Regions from separate parts of the Mus musculus genome. Here regions 2, 3, 4 and 5 are each linked to region 1. A link is a contact called in public HiCAR-type and promoter capture Hi-C data. All regions are on one chromosome and are shown on one strand. The core of a region is the stretch at or near the end of the contact, and the rest is flanking DNA. Distances in the headings are between cores, read along the strand shown. Region 1 holds the start of Gucy1b2 (guanylate cyclase 1, soluble, beta 2). Region 2 holds the start of Tnfrsf19 (tumor necrosis factor receptor superfamily, member 19). Region 3 holds the start of Sacs (sacsin). Region 4 overlaps Sgcg (sarcoglycan, gamma (dystrophin-associated glycoprotein)). Region 5 holds the start of Arl11 (ADP-ribosylation factor-like 11).

Region 1 (2,582 bases), core at 58-2,557:
AGTGATTTTGTGTACTTGCAAAAGCTAGAAGACTCTGTGCTGATTCTCTGTGGAGAGGACGTGTGGTCCTGAGAAAATGTCTCCAAGATAGATGATTTCCATAATTATGCTTCCCAAACCTTCCCACCACATTCAGCTGACAGCTCTTTCGGCCCTGCCAAGTGTACTTGCTCTGATCCCCCCCTCTTACAGCCCTCAGCCCCCTCCCCGCTTTTACAAACACACACAAACACTCATGCTCACACTTCACAATAAGCAAATGGTTAAAAAAAAAACCAACTCCCTCTTTCTTTTTCATGAAGCAGATGGTAGGTCTCAGGAACTTGGTGGAAATTAGGCTTTCTGATTTTCTAATAAATTTTAGCATCTCACATAAGAAGCACGAGCTCATTTTCATTCTGATGTTAAGTACCATATGGCCCATCATCCAAGGAACGTGGCAGCTTCATACCCAGAGTGATGTGGAAGGGAGGAGCGTCCCTATGAGGCCAGTGTGTATAAACCAATCGGATTCCAGGGTGAATGCCTTTTGATAATAATATTGTATATGGCAGAGGACTAATTATCCCTCTTTTATGGTATGTGTTAATTTTCTCTGCCAGTTTCCCTAATTACAACTGCCACCCAAAGGACTACTCTTTGTAAATACTCTGTAAACATTTGAAAAGACACAGACAGCGTGTGCATGAGGAAGGCTGTCCCTGGCTTTCGAAGCTGTCTGCAAGATTAGCTGGCATCTCGTAGGTTTTTCAGATGCATTAGCAGCTGGGGAGGACTTGTTACTGTATGGGAAGACACCCCTCCGTTCCCATGACATCACGGGCTTCCCTGTATATTCTGGGATCATTGTTTTGAGAGACCAGTTTTTTGGCTTTTTGGGGGGTTGAGAGGGTTTTATTATTTTGTTTTGTTGTTTTGTTTGTTTGTGACTTCCTTTGTTGCTCTGAAGTGAATAGTCTCACAAATTACGGCAAACATATATGCTAGCATAACTCATACCCAGATATAAATGGAGTGTCTGCATTGTCCAGCAAGTTCCCTTGGTGCCCCTATTCAGCCACCCCCAACCTCTCCCACTGCGCTCCTCACTGTACCTGTAGATGGGTTCGCTTGCTCCTAAACTCCGCTCGCAGAGGCTCATACAGCACACCGTCTGCTGTGTCTGACATTTTAACTTTTAGCGTATACTCAGCACACAACACTTCAGACATCACCATCCTTTCAATTAGACAGGTGTTTGTAAATACAACCTCATCACACACACACACACTTCTGATTACATGTAAGCTGACCCAGCAAGACAGACTTAGCATCCTGTGCGATGAGAAACAAGCTTTCATTGTTTAGAGGATACCACATGCTTAAATAAGCTTTAGCTATTGGTTAAGGAAGCAATGCTGGACAAGGCATCTCGCAGGGGCAAGGATCTGCGCGGGCGGAGAAGTCCCACCCTTCTCTGGTTTGACTGACTGTTTTCCCTTTGCATCTGTGTAGCATTGTACGCTATCTGATTGACTCCCCTGGCGTGGCTAACATCTCACTGACAGGTGGCTAAGTGGGGATAAGTGGGCTAAAGGTAAGGCTGGGGTAAAAGCCAGGCTTTCCAGCCAGTCACCATGGGACTGGCTATTGGCCTTGCCATTTGGAACACTGGGGAGGGAAACTGTTCTCCATAGTAGACTGAGCAACAGGGCAAGACCCTGTCTTTAAAAACAAAACAAAATGAAACAAGAGTGTCGGGAGAGCAGCGTTGTGATTGGTGCTTGTAATCTCTAGGACAGCTGAGGCAGGGGAATGGGGAGCTCAAGGCAGTAAGACCCGTTCTCAGAAACAAACAATAATTATTAATAATGATGATAATGATAAATACAGTCTGAAACAAAGGCTCCACATTTCTTCCAGACCTATCTCAATAGTTATTAATTCAGCATGCAAAAGTCAGAGGAGCCAATCCCAGAAGACAGTCCATCCCCCTAAACAGCCACAGCGGACAGCCGTGCTTTAGACCCATCACAACAGCTACGGAAATCATTTGCTTTTAACCACACGCTGCGCAGTACTGGGTCCCGCACATTCCTCCTGGTTTAGGATAAATCACACAAAACTGCTGGGTTTTCACCAGTGGGTGTGAGCAATGTCATTAGATTCTACGTAATTTCCTTTCCTCCTTACTGTGACCCTGTAAAGTTGGTCCTCTTACCATTAACTCCCTCGAAAGACAAAACAGTGGTGCAGAGAAACCAGAGGTTTTCTTGTAGCTGCCACACTGCAGCAGCTTAGTGAATCAAGTGATATCCCTTTTCTAGGAAAGTCAATAATACTTGACTCTTTCAAAAATAAATGAGATGGATGGATGGATGGATAGATGGTAGATAGATAGATAGATAGATAGATAGATAGATAGATAGATAAAAGCTCTCTCAATCAGGTACACTGGAAGATGGAGTTTTGATTTGCATGTGGACCGGGACTTGGGCACTTACTCCTTTCATTTCGCATCAGCGCCTTCGCTTGGGATCCAGAAAGCCAGAAAAAACATAGGCTTTTTCCACAGTGAGGACGTTCACCCACGAGCCCAGCTC
Region 2 (2,582 bases), core at 32-2,531, 1.4 Mb before region 1:
TACACTTGAAAGGCTTCAGTCCTAAATGCCTTTGCAGAGATTCCCTTGGGAATGCGAATGGCAAGGACACATGTGCGATAGATTCACATCTCCCGGAGGCCGGAGAATAAAGTAGTAATATTGCTAGGATTGCTAGAGAGGAGTTTTGCTCCGTAGGGTGGGGGGAGATAGGGGAAGAGAAAGGAAGGTGGGGTGGGAGTGAGGGGGTGTTAACAGAATCCCACCGTTTCTAAATAAAGTAAGAGGAGGTTTTCCAGCCCAGCTTCCAGCGTCTGAAACCCTGCTGGCAACAAACATTAGCGAGGCTCTGTTTTTGTCCTGTTGGAACTACTCACTTCCAAGTAAGATTTGCATGACAGATATCAAACTCTTGTGCAAACCGCGAAACAATTGCATCAAGAATCAAATTCAGTTTCACGTGCACGCAGCCTGGTGCTGGACTTGGCTTCAGGCATGCTTGCTGGGAGCTGATAGCCATTTTTCCCCCTTTGAACATGCGAGGAAAACGCAGTGAAAGTTCCAACCACACACGAACGCCTACCTGCTACTCGCCAGTGCTGTGCTCCAGACTCACGCTTTCCGCAGCTTGGTAGCACTTCCGCGCCAAACGCTTTTACCTTCCCAAAAATGTGTGTGGGCGCAAGCCCAGACAAACTTCAAATCCAGGAAAATGGATTACCCGCGCAGATCAAAGGCAGGCGAACTAGGAGATGGAGTGCCTGTAATCTGATCGCCGATCAGTTGCTGCGCATCAAAGGCAAGGCTGAGTTTACTCGCTACGCGCGCAGATCTAGAAAGTTCGCTACCGTCTGGTTCTTTTGTTAAACGTGGGCCACGTTGTTCTGCCCCAGCTCTGGAGAGCAGGCTTCCCCAGCCTGGGCTGAGCGGCTGGATCTGCAGCTCTCTCTCGCGGTGCCCCAGCTGGGCTGCCTAGTGCCAGCGCTGCTGCGCCGCATCCCTTTCATCTCGCTGAGTGGCAGCTCCCATGACATCATGCCGTGCCGTGGGGCTGGCCGGGAGAAGCCAGTCAGCCTGATTTCTAGTCGCGTTGGTCTGTGCCTCGCCCGCGACAGCCCTGCAGTGTGTCTCTTGGCTGGGAGGGACACACCAGGACTGCTCTGGGCCTCTGTGCTCCGGGCCTGTAAGGTCCTGGATCGTTGCAGGTTCCAGTAGACAGCATCAAGCCGCTGCCTGTGACAAAAAGCACGAAGTCCCTACCAGAGCAGGGTAGTCCGAAACGCAGCAGAGCGGCACAGCAGTGTTTAATTAGGCCGTTTCTCCGAACACCTGCCTTACACCGCCAGGGTCACAGGCAAACGTTTTAAAAAGCTTGATTCCCCACCCCCAACCCCACGCGCGCGGCTCCCCACCCCAACACACACATACTGCGACAAGTCTTTAAGAATTAGTAAAATGTCTTTTCCTGGTGAAAGTATTACAGGTGGCGCCAGTCAAGTATGGCTTTCATTGAGTGAAGGAGTGGATACTACAACTTACAGAGATACCGCCACTAGCTCACTGGACACCTGGGTCAGAAGCTTGTTAATCTAAATTTGGGGTCCTAATAAAACAACAACAACAAAGGATGCCTTCCTTCTGAGTTGCAATCATGGATACCTCTAGCGACTCCTAAAAGTCACAGAAAGGTGACTTAGAGGAAAGCATTTGCTTGCAATCACTCCACAGCTTCTGTCCCAGGCAAAGCACAAATCACAGTTTGGATCCAGCTGAGAAATCGCCACCTTATTTTCTGTACTGTAAAACGGAACTTAGTGTCCGTTGTTTAGAATACCCACGAGGCTGGTAAAGCACTGTGGTCGGAATGTGGCATGTTTTTGAACATGGAGCTGTTTATTCTGGGAGAGAGAAAAGATTTCCATTATATGATGGAACTGCATCTGTTTGCAGAAGGGCACTGAAAAATATCATCTGCAGCACCCTTAGAGGAACCCACTTCCTTCCTGTGACTTCCTTCTCTTATCAGTTGCATCTCATTTTTCCTGGTGTGATATTTAAAAATAGTTTATGCCCTGTCTATCTCCAGCTGTCTTTGATTCCTGTGTAAATCTTGATGGCAAAATACTTGGTTTGTGAGTTCATTGTAACACTTAAATAGATCTATTTGGTTTCCAGTATTTTTCCCCAGTGGGAGGTGGAGGCTGAACCCCAGGGCCTGTTCATGCCCTCCATCTCTGAAATGTCCCTGAGACACATGGGGCTTACTTTGTACTTGTTTGTTTTCTTTTTCCTTTTCGAGACAGGGTCTCCAGTGTCATGAGCTGGCCTCAAAAGTGCTGTTTATTCAAAGACAGCTTTGAACTCTTGATCCTCCTAAAGGCTGGAATTACAGACATCCACTGCTACATTCAGTTTATGTGATTATGGTTTCTGAACTTAGGGCTTCATGCATATTAAACAAGCACTCCACCAATTGAACAATGTACCCAGCCTCACATCCTTCAAATGAGCAGGCATGCTTTTGCATACTATCCCAAGACACCTGTACCTACAGAGCTCCTGAGCTCCAAGGACTCATGAAATCAGGGGCAAACTATTTCCAAGAAGGCTGACTTTTCTCTGAG
Region 3 (2,582 bases), core at 34-2,533, 1.3 Mb before region 1:
AGGAGTGTACTCCAAAGCCAGTGGGAGACCTCTGTCTTATCTCCTTGAGACAGGGTCTCTTACTGATCTGGGAGACTTCAGGAGACAGAAAACTCTACCTGTCTTAACATTATTGAGCTATGGCACACGGCCCCACAACACTTGTTGTAGGTACTAGGCATTTGAACTAAGGTACTCATGTTTGTGCAAAAAGTGGCCTTGCCCACTGTGCCATTCCAAACACAGCTCTCTAATGCCCTTTTAAGATCAGGACCTTGAGCATCTTTGGGTTTTGGCAGCTTCAAGAAAGCAATTCCCATGGATTCCGAGGGATGACTAATAGGAGTCTGTGGTGTGGAAGAAATGCTATTAGATTTGGTATCTTCAGTGGTCCCCTGGGAAGGGCGAGACTACAGCAAAGCAGACAAAGTGGATTGCCCTTTCTGAAGTCGGTGCCTCTCCCCAGGGACATCATTGGAGCCTGTATGGCTGAGCTGAATTAGGTAATTTCCCCAAGGGTGCAGCAAACAGGAGCCTCCAATCTTCTGAAGCTCTAGCTGGTGTACACTCCCCATTCATAGGATGCTGGAGGATGTTGGTCCTGATGCTGTAACTAGAGCACAGCCCACGCAAGGGCAGAGGACCGGGGCTGCACACAAAGCTTGGTGCCGTAGAGATGCCGTGCCCTGGTTTATTGCCTCAGTGTCCCCATTACTAAACTGACAGAAACACTGAATTAACACTGGCATCAGATTGCAACTGTAGAACATTTTACAACACACAGCACATTTTGAGTGAATTTTTGATTTTTTGATACTTATTTGGAATCTCATGTCCACAATGACAATGAACAAAGGCACTGTGTATGCTGTTTTATCTGGGCATGTGCTGCTGTTACTATCATATGGCTATCACCTGTCTGTCATCCATCCATCCATTCATCCATTTTGAGACCAGCTATCCTTGAACTCACTATGTAAAGGCGGCTGATCTTGAGCGCTTAATCCTCCTGTCTTCAGACCGGGCAGAGTCTATTCAGAACTCTTTATGGGGCTGAGGAGGCCCATACCAAGCCCCTAGCACCAACCTTCTATGGGGAATGACTTTGTTTTAAGCCGTATGCCTTCCATAAAATTAATCTCTGGAAAACAACAAAAATAATAATAAAGCTCCCATCGTGACTTTTTACCTCAGTGATCCACAACACTGGGTGTGTGGCATTATGGCATTCTTTGAAGCTGATATGCTATCTCTTTAATTTAAAAAAAGAGAGCAGTGAGCTAGGTAGGGGGAGCTGTGACTGCCGCACTCTCCCGGCCCTGCGCTGAATGCAGTGGCAGTAACGCTGGCTGGGACTTGTTTGTTGTTGGTACAAAAGGCACACAAAGGCCGGACAACCAGGTTGATGATGGCCACCGTGAGACTCTGAGGGTCCCTCGGACTGCGGACTGCGTCTAGTCTAGGAACAGCTACATCGGGCGTTGCGACCCGCTGGAGCCGGGTGGTGCGGTCGCTGCTACAGCTGCTGCTGCTCCAGCTGGGCCGTGGACCACTGTCCTCTGCATCTTCGCCCCCAAGGAAGACAGAGCAGCTCTGGCGTGTAGTGCCACAGCGCACGGGTGAGGAGTTGCTACCTTGGCATCCTTGGGTAGGGTGGGTCCCGCTCTACCTCCTCATCTTAGTTCCAGAGGGGCTCTGACTGCAGGCTTTGTCTTTTTAATTTCCACTCCAAGTTGCAGAGAGTGGTCATAATGGGTTCGCTGCTGTTATGCAGAGTGGGGTCCGGACTATTGGTATTTATACAGTGGCATTCTCAGAATAGTTTATTACTTAATCTGCAATCGCTCTAATTTTAACCTCATATTCTCAACCAGCCAGTTCTCAGTTACCTTATTTAATAATACTCGAAAGCCTTATGACAAAAAAAAATTCTCCTTATTTCATTTCATTCCAGGAAATAATTAAATTCTTAGAAAGAGTTCTGTGATTTTAGCAAAGTTCTCTCCTACTCTGCTGTCCTTTTTTGCTTGCCTGCGTTTTTCTTAAAACAAGGTCAGTGGGGAGTATTGCCTTTGAGGCTGATATGCTGATAATTTTAGCTTTAATCTTACTCCCTGTGTCTCTGAAAATGGTAAAAAGCCTCTTCCATTTGAACCAGCCAGGATGGGGGCTGGTTCCAGGTGTTTTCCAAGCATAAGCTGCCACAACCCCATATTGGTCTCTTTACTCCTGCACCAACCAGTACAGAAGTAATTCACGATCAGCCCCCATTTATTTGTCTTATGACGAGTTTTACAAGCACCCACTGGCAGCCAGGTAAGAACTAGGACAGTGTGAGGTTCTCATGTTCACATCCCCTGAGTGTTGCGGAAGACTAACCAGCTCTCTTTCCTTTGCCTTGACAGTTAGCCCCATTCTGTGTGGTCCCTTGTCTTCTTTATCCTTGGCTTTTGGCTTTTGGCTGCCCAAGCTGCTCCCTCCCGCACCCATGATCCTTAAGACTCTGTCTAAGTCCCTTTCAAAGGAAGCAAGCTAGCTTACACCATCTTCCTGCGTCCCTGCTGTTGTGCTCATCCTGTGAGAGCAGCAGTAAGAACCGTTGA
Region 4 (2,582 bases), core at 56-2,555, 1.2 Mb before region 1:
TTCCCCCATTGGTTTAATGAGGAGACAGCCACAGAGAGCCAGCAAACCTTCCAGAATTCACATATATATTTACAGCATAGGACTGATAAACCACAGGGGCCCAGGCTTCCCAATTTGCCACTTCCCTGGGCCCTGCTCTCCCAGCACTGGGCTTTGCGGTCGGTCGTCTCTGCTAACTGTCCCTGGTGCAAGCCTGGGGCATAGCTGAGGAGGGGGCAGGTAACCATGCACTTCCACTGTGACATAGGACAACACTACACACACACACACACACACACACACACACACACACACACACACTGAAGTGGCAACTTAAGGGTTCTTTGGAGAGTCAGTTTTATTGGTCGGTGTTTTGCTGTGGCAAACACGTGAAGGAACATTTCCTGAGATGGTCACTGGTGAGAGGCTAAGGCAGACTCGTGAAGGAACATTTCACTGAAGCAGACACAGGAGGGAGGATGTTCTGCTTTAAACACACACACACACACACACACACACACACACATGAAAGGACATGTGGTGAAGGAGTCTTTACTAACAACACATGTGTATCAGTCTGCCTTACATTGCATAGCTGAGCTGCATTTGTTAGGACTCTGCGGACTCCGGCTGATTGAATGCAGGTGCTGAGGGCAGACATGTGCTGAGTGAGGCAAGGCATGTGGGAGGATTCATGATGCTTGCAGGGTATAAATAGGACGTGACAGAGGGACAGAGACAGAGCTTGGCTTGCTGGTACAACCAGCTGTGCAACGCTTGTGGGTCTCATGTCTTTGCTGATCTTCACTTCCCTGAAAAAGGCACAGCCAAGAACTTCTCCTGGTGTTCCCCCTGGTCCCTCCTGCTGACTTGAGCCGAGGCTGAAGCCTGGCTGTCTCTGCCAGATCGTGTCACTGCTGTTGCTTTGTGTTTGCTGTCCTGACTACTGAACTGGACTGCTAGTGTTTGCGAGAGGATCGACCTGCCACTGCCTGCTAACCTGTGAACTGAACTGCAGACAACACAGATGGAAGTTGCTCCAAAGAACCTTTCTAAACAGGTTCACTTCCCCCATGTCCTTTCTTTTCCACCACTTCTGGTGGGTGCTGGGCTAAAAAGGAAGTTAAAGCGTTTAATCATTAAAAATAGGATTTGAAAAAATTAAAGTTACACACAGGGAACAAATGCATAAGTGTACATAGTACATCCAGACTTCAAAATGACATTGTGATGGAGCGGCTTAAAAAGGCTTTGTGAACCATTGCCTTATTTGAACAGAGAAACAAGGTCCTGATCTGTGCAGTGTGCACTTGTACTGCACAAAGGCAACCAGCTAATACTGCAGCCTGTGGATTTATTGTAGACAGCCTGGAATGTCTGGCTTCCCACTGACTGAAGTCAAGCTTTCGACTCCTATTAATAAAGTTCTACAAATCATGGTGTAGGGTATATCTATTATACTACAACAGATATTCTGGATTTAAACCTTACTATAGTTGACCTTTGAAAGAAATTCATTTTTCCTAGTTCATTTTATTTTGCACTAAATTCTGTGCAAGCAAACACGGTGCTCCTGGCAACAACAGAGGACAGCTGTCATCTGCAGATGACTCCTGTGATGCCCATGCTGGGAAACACCGACTCACTAGGAAATGGAAAATTGATGTTGTCTGTGGTGCTTTTTCACAAGTGAGAATGAGGAGTGTCTTGGTAATGCAGATGCCAGTGTAGGAGAGTGAGCCCACTAGGGAAGGAATGTAACCTTGCACAGCCTTCTCCCTCACCACACTGTCCATGCTATGCCTTTCATCATGGCTCACTACAAACCAGCGTAAGATCAGCACACTGACGTCCTAGTGGGGTCGCACTCAGATGCCTCATCAGAGTGCGATAGGAGCCCCATCGTAGAACTCACCACTCCTTCACTACTCTGCAAGATGATGTCCATCTGAGAGAGGGCCTCCAATTTCCCAGCGTTAGCTTTAACATGAACCCCCCTTGGGGCATCCATGCTTAGACTCCGAGTTGGGGATTCTAACCTGAAATGAGAAAAAAAAAAAAAATGAAGGTGTCTTTACATTTGGAACTTAAAGCCATAGAGGAGGGAAAGGTACTTTGCAAAAATCAACAAAATGGGGACTGGATAAATGGTTCAATGGTTAAGAGCACAGGCTGCTCTTCCAGAGGACCAGGTTCAATTTCCAGCACCTACATGGCGGCTCACGGTTCTCTGTATCTGAAGTTCTAGGGGATCCAGAACTGCACGCCTGTGGCTCGGAGACAAACATGCAGGTCAAACGCTCATGTACATAAAATAGAAATAAACCTAAAAAGAAAAATCCACAAAACAGGCAGGTGTGTCAGCATTTTGGAGGCTGAAGCAGTAAGATCGTGAGTTTGAGGCCAGCCTGGGCTACATAGGAAGACCCTATTTTAAAAAAATAAGCCAACTAAACATGTTGGTAAAATTAAATAAATATTTCCAAGGATACAATAAAGGAGAAAAATGTAAAAGCAACATTGAAGCAAAATGGAAGCTTGGATGGAAGGGGCCGTGTAGATTTTTATATTTGTGAAGAAGTGTGTTGACTTAAACTTGATTA
Region 5 (2,582 bases), core at 42-2,541, 1.1 Mb before region 1:
ACCTTCCCTGCCCTCTCCTCCTATGAAGAATGGTAAACAGCCAATAGGCCCAACTGCATAAGCTTTTGACCCAGGCTCAACATAATCCCTGTTCTACACGTATACATATATATGTGTTTGTGTATATACATATACATGCACATATGCACGCACACCCCTTTGGAGGGTTTTTTTTTTTTAATTTAGAATTATACTCTACAATTTAACACACACGTGGTTCTGTCTAACCAGAGGGACTCTCTGAAGTCTAATGCCATTTACTTGGGAATAGCCGTACACTGCAATGTGGATACATGCAGCAGAGGAAACTGTGTTTATTCAAGGTGGATTGAGGCAGGTGAAAGGTTTTGAAGGAAGAAATGAGGAGCCATGAGCTGCAGAGATGGCTCTGAGAACCAAGTGCCTGTCGTACAACAGAAGGAGCATAGCACCTTGTGGAAGCTGGGCAGTGTCATCACCTGTAACCCAGCACTGGGCGGCCAGAGGACCCCAGTCTAGACAAATGAATGAGCACCACAGAGGTGTCTTAGGAGAAGAGCCTCTCCCTATGCGGAGGAAAAGGCTGAGGTCCAGGTACACAGACATGCACAGGGCCGTGAGGACACCGAGAGACCCAGTCTCAGAAAATACAGTGGAGAGTAACTGAAGACCATGCCAGAAATTGACCTATGGCCTCCATATGCATGCACATGTACATACATGTGAATATACACCCACACAAACATGTTCATGCACCACATGTACACATACACATGAACACACACAATAGGAGCATAACTATATGAAACCATCTTAGGCTGCAAAGGAAAATAACAAGGGTCGTACTATTCCAAAATTAAACAGTTGTTGGACAGACATCTCTGTAGAACCAGTGTGTGAGAGCGTGTGTGTGTGTGTGTGTGTGTGTGTCTGTGTAAGGTTGTGGTTCTAGCAGAGTCTTTTATGAATGCTTATCAGTCATGCACGCACAAGATCTGCTCCTTTATGTACTTATTAATTATTGATTAATTCATTTTTTCCTCCTCCTTTTTTGTTTGGGCTTGACAAGTCACTCCATTTTGATTCTGACAAGCTTCACAGTTTTGCAAATCAAAGAGTCTCCCAGCACCAGAAAACCACTGCTGCCCGTGCTGGGTGGCCTGCGCTTCAGGATTCCCAGGGAGATCACAGGAGTCAAGGAAAACAAGGAAGGGTGACACAACTCTGAACTTGTGAAGTCCCTCAGACTGGGGAAACTGGTGCTGGGCGGGGCTCCACTAACAACGGAGAGCTGAGATGTCTTGAGACACACCCCCAATATGGGAGGATGTCTGCCCTAACCACTCGAGAGAGGAAGCAAAAACAGGACAGATTGCAACAGCCACTACACTTCCTTCATATCCTGCTCTTGGGACATGGCGACCAGCAGAAAGAAGCTTGATTGTGGAGAGGTGCCCTAGCGGAGGGATGTCTGCCACAGTCCAGGCAACCACAGAGGTAACTCTAACTCTTGCTCTTTTTCTCAGGGCAGAAGTGAATGAGGTTCCTTCCTTTCCTTCAGTGATATCTGATGCACATACTCCTAAGAGTGCTATGGTCCACCTTCTGCCTCTCTAACTTTCTCCTAAGTTGTAGATAGTTCTTAGGCCTTCATGGTTAGAATTCTTTAAAACACACACACACACACACACACACACACACACACACACACAAACATGCACACGCACACAGTATTCTAGAGGCTTTTTATATGGTGTGGAAAAGTTCTTGGCTCTGACTCAAATTTGCCTGAATCAGCAGTGGTTGTCAGTAGGTACTGGAGAGACCAATGTGCAGGTCCTGGGAGGAGTTCTAAGAAGTTAGCATACCCTGACCTGGCTTCTCCACTCTCTGGAATGCAGTGTGCTGCCACTTCTGAGTTTAGGCCCCAGGAAGGAAACAGGAGGGTCAGAGACCACAGAGTGAGAAATGAAAATGCCTTTCTGCAGCCTCTCCTGAACACGGTTGGTCGGCTGCTGCTTCCTTCGCCTCTACTTTAACTACTTAGGAAGGACGCTGGAGTTCTGCATCTTCAGGTGGTTCTCCGCCAGCACCAGAGGCCAGTCAGCTGCTGTTGACTCACACTTCCTCACTTCCTGGGCTTTTCAGGGTCCAGCCTGGGTCTGAAACCCTTCCCTAAAATGACTTGTTTTGTTCTAGGGTAGGAGCTCAGTGCATGCATGCATGGATTTGCATTTCTTCAGAAAAGAGTAGCTGATGTGCGTCCTCAGCCTTTCTGCAGGAGGATTTACTAGGGGCCATCATGGGCTCTGTGAATTCCAGAGGTCACAAGGCAGAGGCCCAGGTGGTAATGATGGGCCTCGACTCTGCTGGCAAGACCACAATTCTGTACAAACTGAAAGGAAACCAGCTGGTGGACACCCTACCCACTGTTGGTTTTAATGTAGAGCCTCTTGAGGCTCCTGGACATGTGTCACTGACTCTCTGGGACATTGGGGGACAGACCCAGCTCAGAGCTACCTGGAAGGACTACCTGGAAGGCATCGACCTCCTTGTGTACGTGCTGGACAGCACAGATGAAGCCCGCTTGCCTGAGGCAGTGG

The links. Promoter capture Hi-C pulls out the DNA fragments that hold promoters and counts their contacts. HiCAR-type assays count read pairs that join an accessible place to other places.
Region 2: a contact with region 1 is called in a HiCAR-type map of astrocytes, with 2.0 times the contacts expected there. The contact joins the promoter of Tnfrsf19 here to the promoter of Gucy1b2 in region 1. A contact is called at or near these places in 1 of 39 promoter capture datasets (hippocampal neurons), 2 of 115 datasets of contacts at active chromatin or transcription factors (astrocytes and large pre-B cells) and 2 of 9 other capture datasets (adipose tissue and liver).
Region 3: a contact with region 1 is called in a promoter capture Hi-C map of hematopoietic stem and progenitor cells, with 4 times the contacts expected there. The contact joins the promoter of Sacs here to the promoter of Gucy1b2 in region 1. A contact is called at or near these places in 7 of 39 promoter capture datasets (the 3T3-L1 cell line, embryonic stem cells, frontonasal cranial neural crest and 4 more).
Region 4: a promoter capture Hi-C map of hippocampal neurons shows a contact between it and region 1, with 5 times the contacts expected there. The contact joins the enhancer-like site here to the promoter of Gucy1b2 in region 1. A contact is called at or near these places in 10 of 39 promoter capture datasets (the 3T3-L1 cell line, the C10 cell line, the HPC-7 cell line and 6 more) and 2 of 9 other capture datasets (adipose tissue and liver).
Region 5: a contact with region 1 is called in a promoter capture Hi-C map of embryonic stem cells, with 7 times the contacts expected there. The contact joins the promoter of Arl11 here to the promoter of Gucy1b2 in region 1. A contact is called at or near these places in 18 of 39 promoter capture datasets (the 3T3-L1 cell line, the C10 cell line, the HPC-7 cell line and 10 more), 1 of 15 datasets of contacts at CTCF or cohesin (large pre-B cells), 20 of 484 Hi-C or Micro-C datasets (B cells, the G1E-ER4 cell line, the N1E-115 cell line and 15 more), 1 of 115 datasets of contacts at active chromatin or transcription factors (embryonic stem cells) and 1 of 9 other capture datasets (embryonic stem cells).

Annotation. Positions count from the first base shown.
Region 1 is chr14:62,454,982-62,457,563 of GRCm38.p6, forward strand. Gucy1b2 (guanylate cyclase 1, soluble, beta 2) reads right to left here and starts at 1,308. Exons shown (of 17, transcript NM_172810.3): 1 at 1,095-1,308. The coding sequence starts at 1,217. It overlaps Gm41172 (a long non-coding RNA gene), which reads left to right and starts at 1,486. Exons shown (of 3, transcript XR_874685.1): 1 at 1,486-1,576.
Region 2 is chr14:61,045,574-61,048,155 of GRCm38.p6, forward strand. Tnfrsf19 (tumor necrosis factor receptor superfamily, member 19) reads right to left here and starts at 1,282. Exons shown (of 10, transcript NM_013869.5): 1 at 542-1,282. All of the region lies in intron 2 of Gm41167 (a long non-coding RNA gene), which reads left to right.
Region 3 is chr14:61,137,174-61,139,755 of GRCm38.p6, forward strand. It overlaps Sacs (sacsin), which reads left to right and starts at 1,284. Exons shown (of 10, transcript NM_015788.2): 1 at 1,284-1,598.
Region 4 is chr14:61,223,301-61,225,882 of GRCm38.p6, forward strand. Sgcg (sarcoglycan, gamma (dystrophin-associated glycoprotein)) reads right to left here. Exons shown (of 8, transcript NM_011892.3): 7 at 1,895-2,018. It also overlaps a transcript of Sacs not described here. Among named protein-coding and RNA genes, the nearest start is that of Sgcg, 34 kb to the right of the region's middle. Within about 2 kb of position 1,306, at least 9 of the 459 cell types and tissues checked have an H3K27ac peak or open chromatin away from gene starts, as enhancers often do. A contact at or near this core is called in hippocampal neurons, where this site is marked.
Region 5 is chr14:61,308,462-61,311,043 of GRCm38.p6, forward strand. Arl11 (ADP-ribosylation factor-like 11) reads left to right here and starts at 1,292. Exons shown (of 2, transcript NM_177337.3): 1 at 1,292-1,476; 2 at 2,179-2,582. The coding sequence starts at 2,282.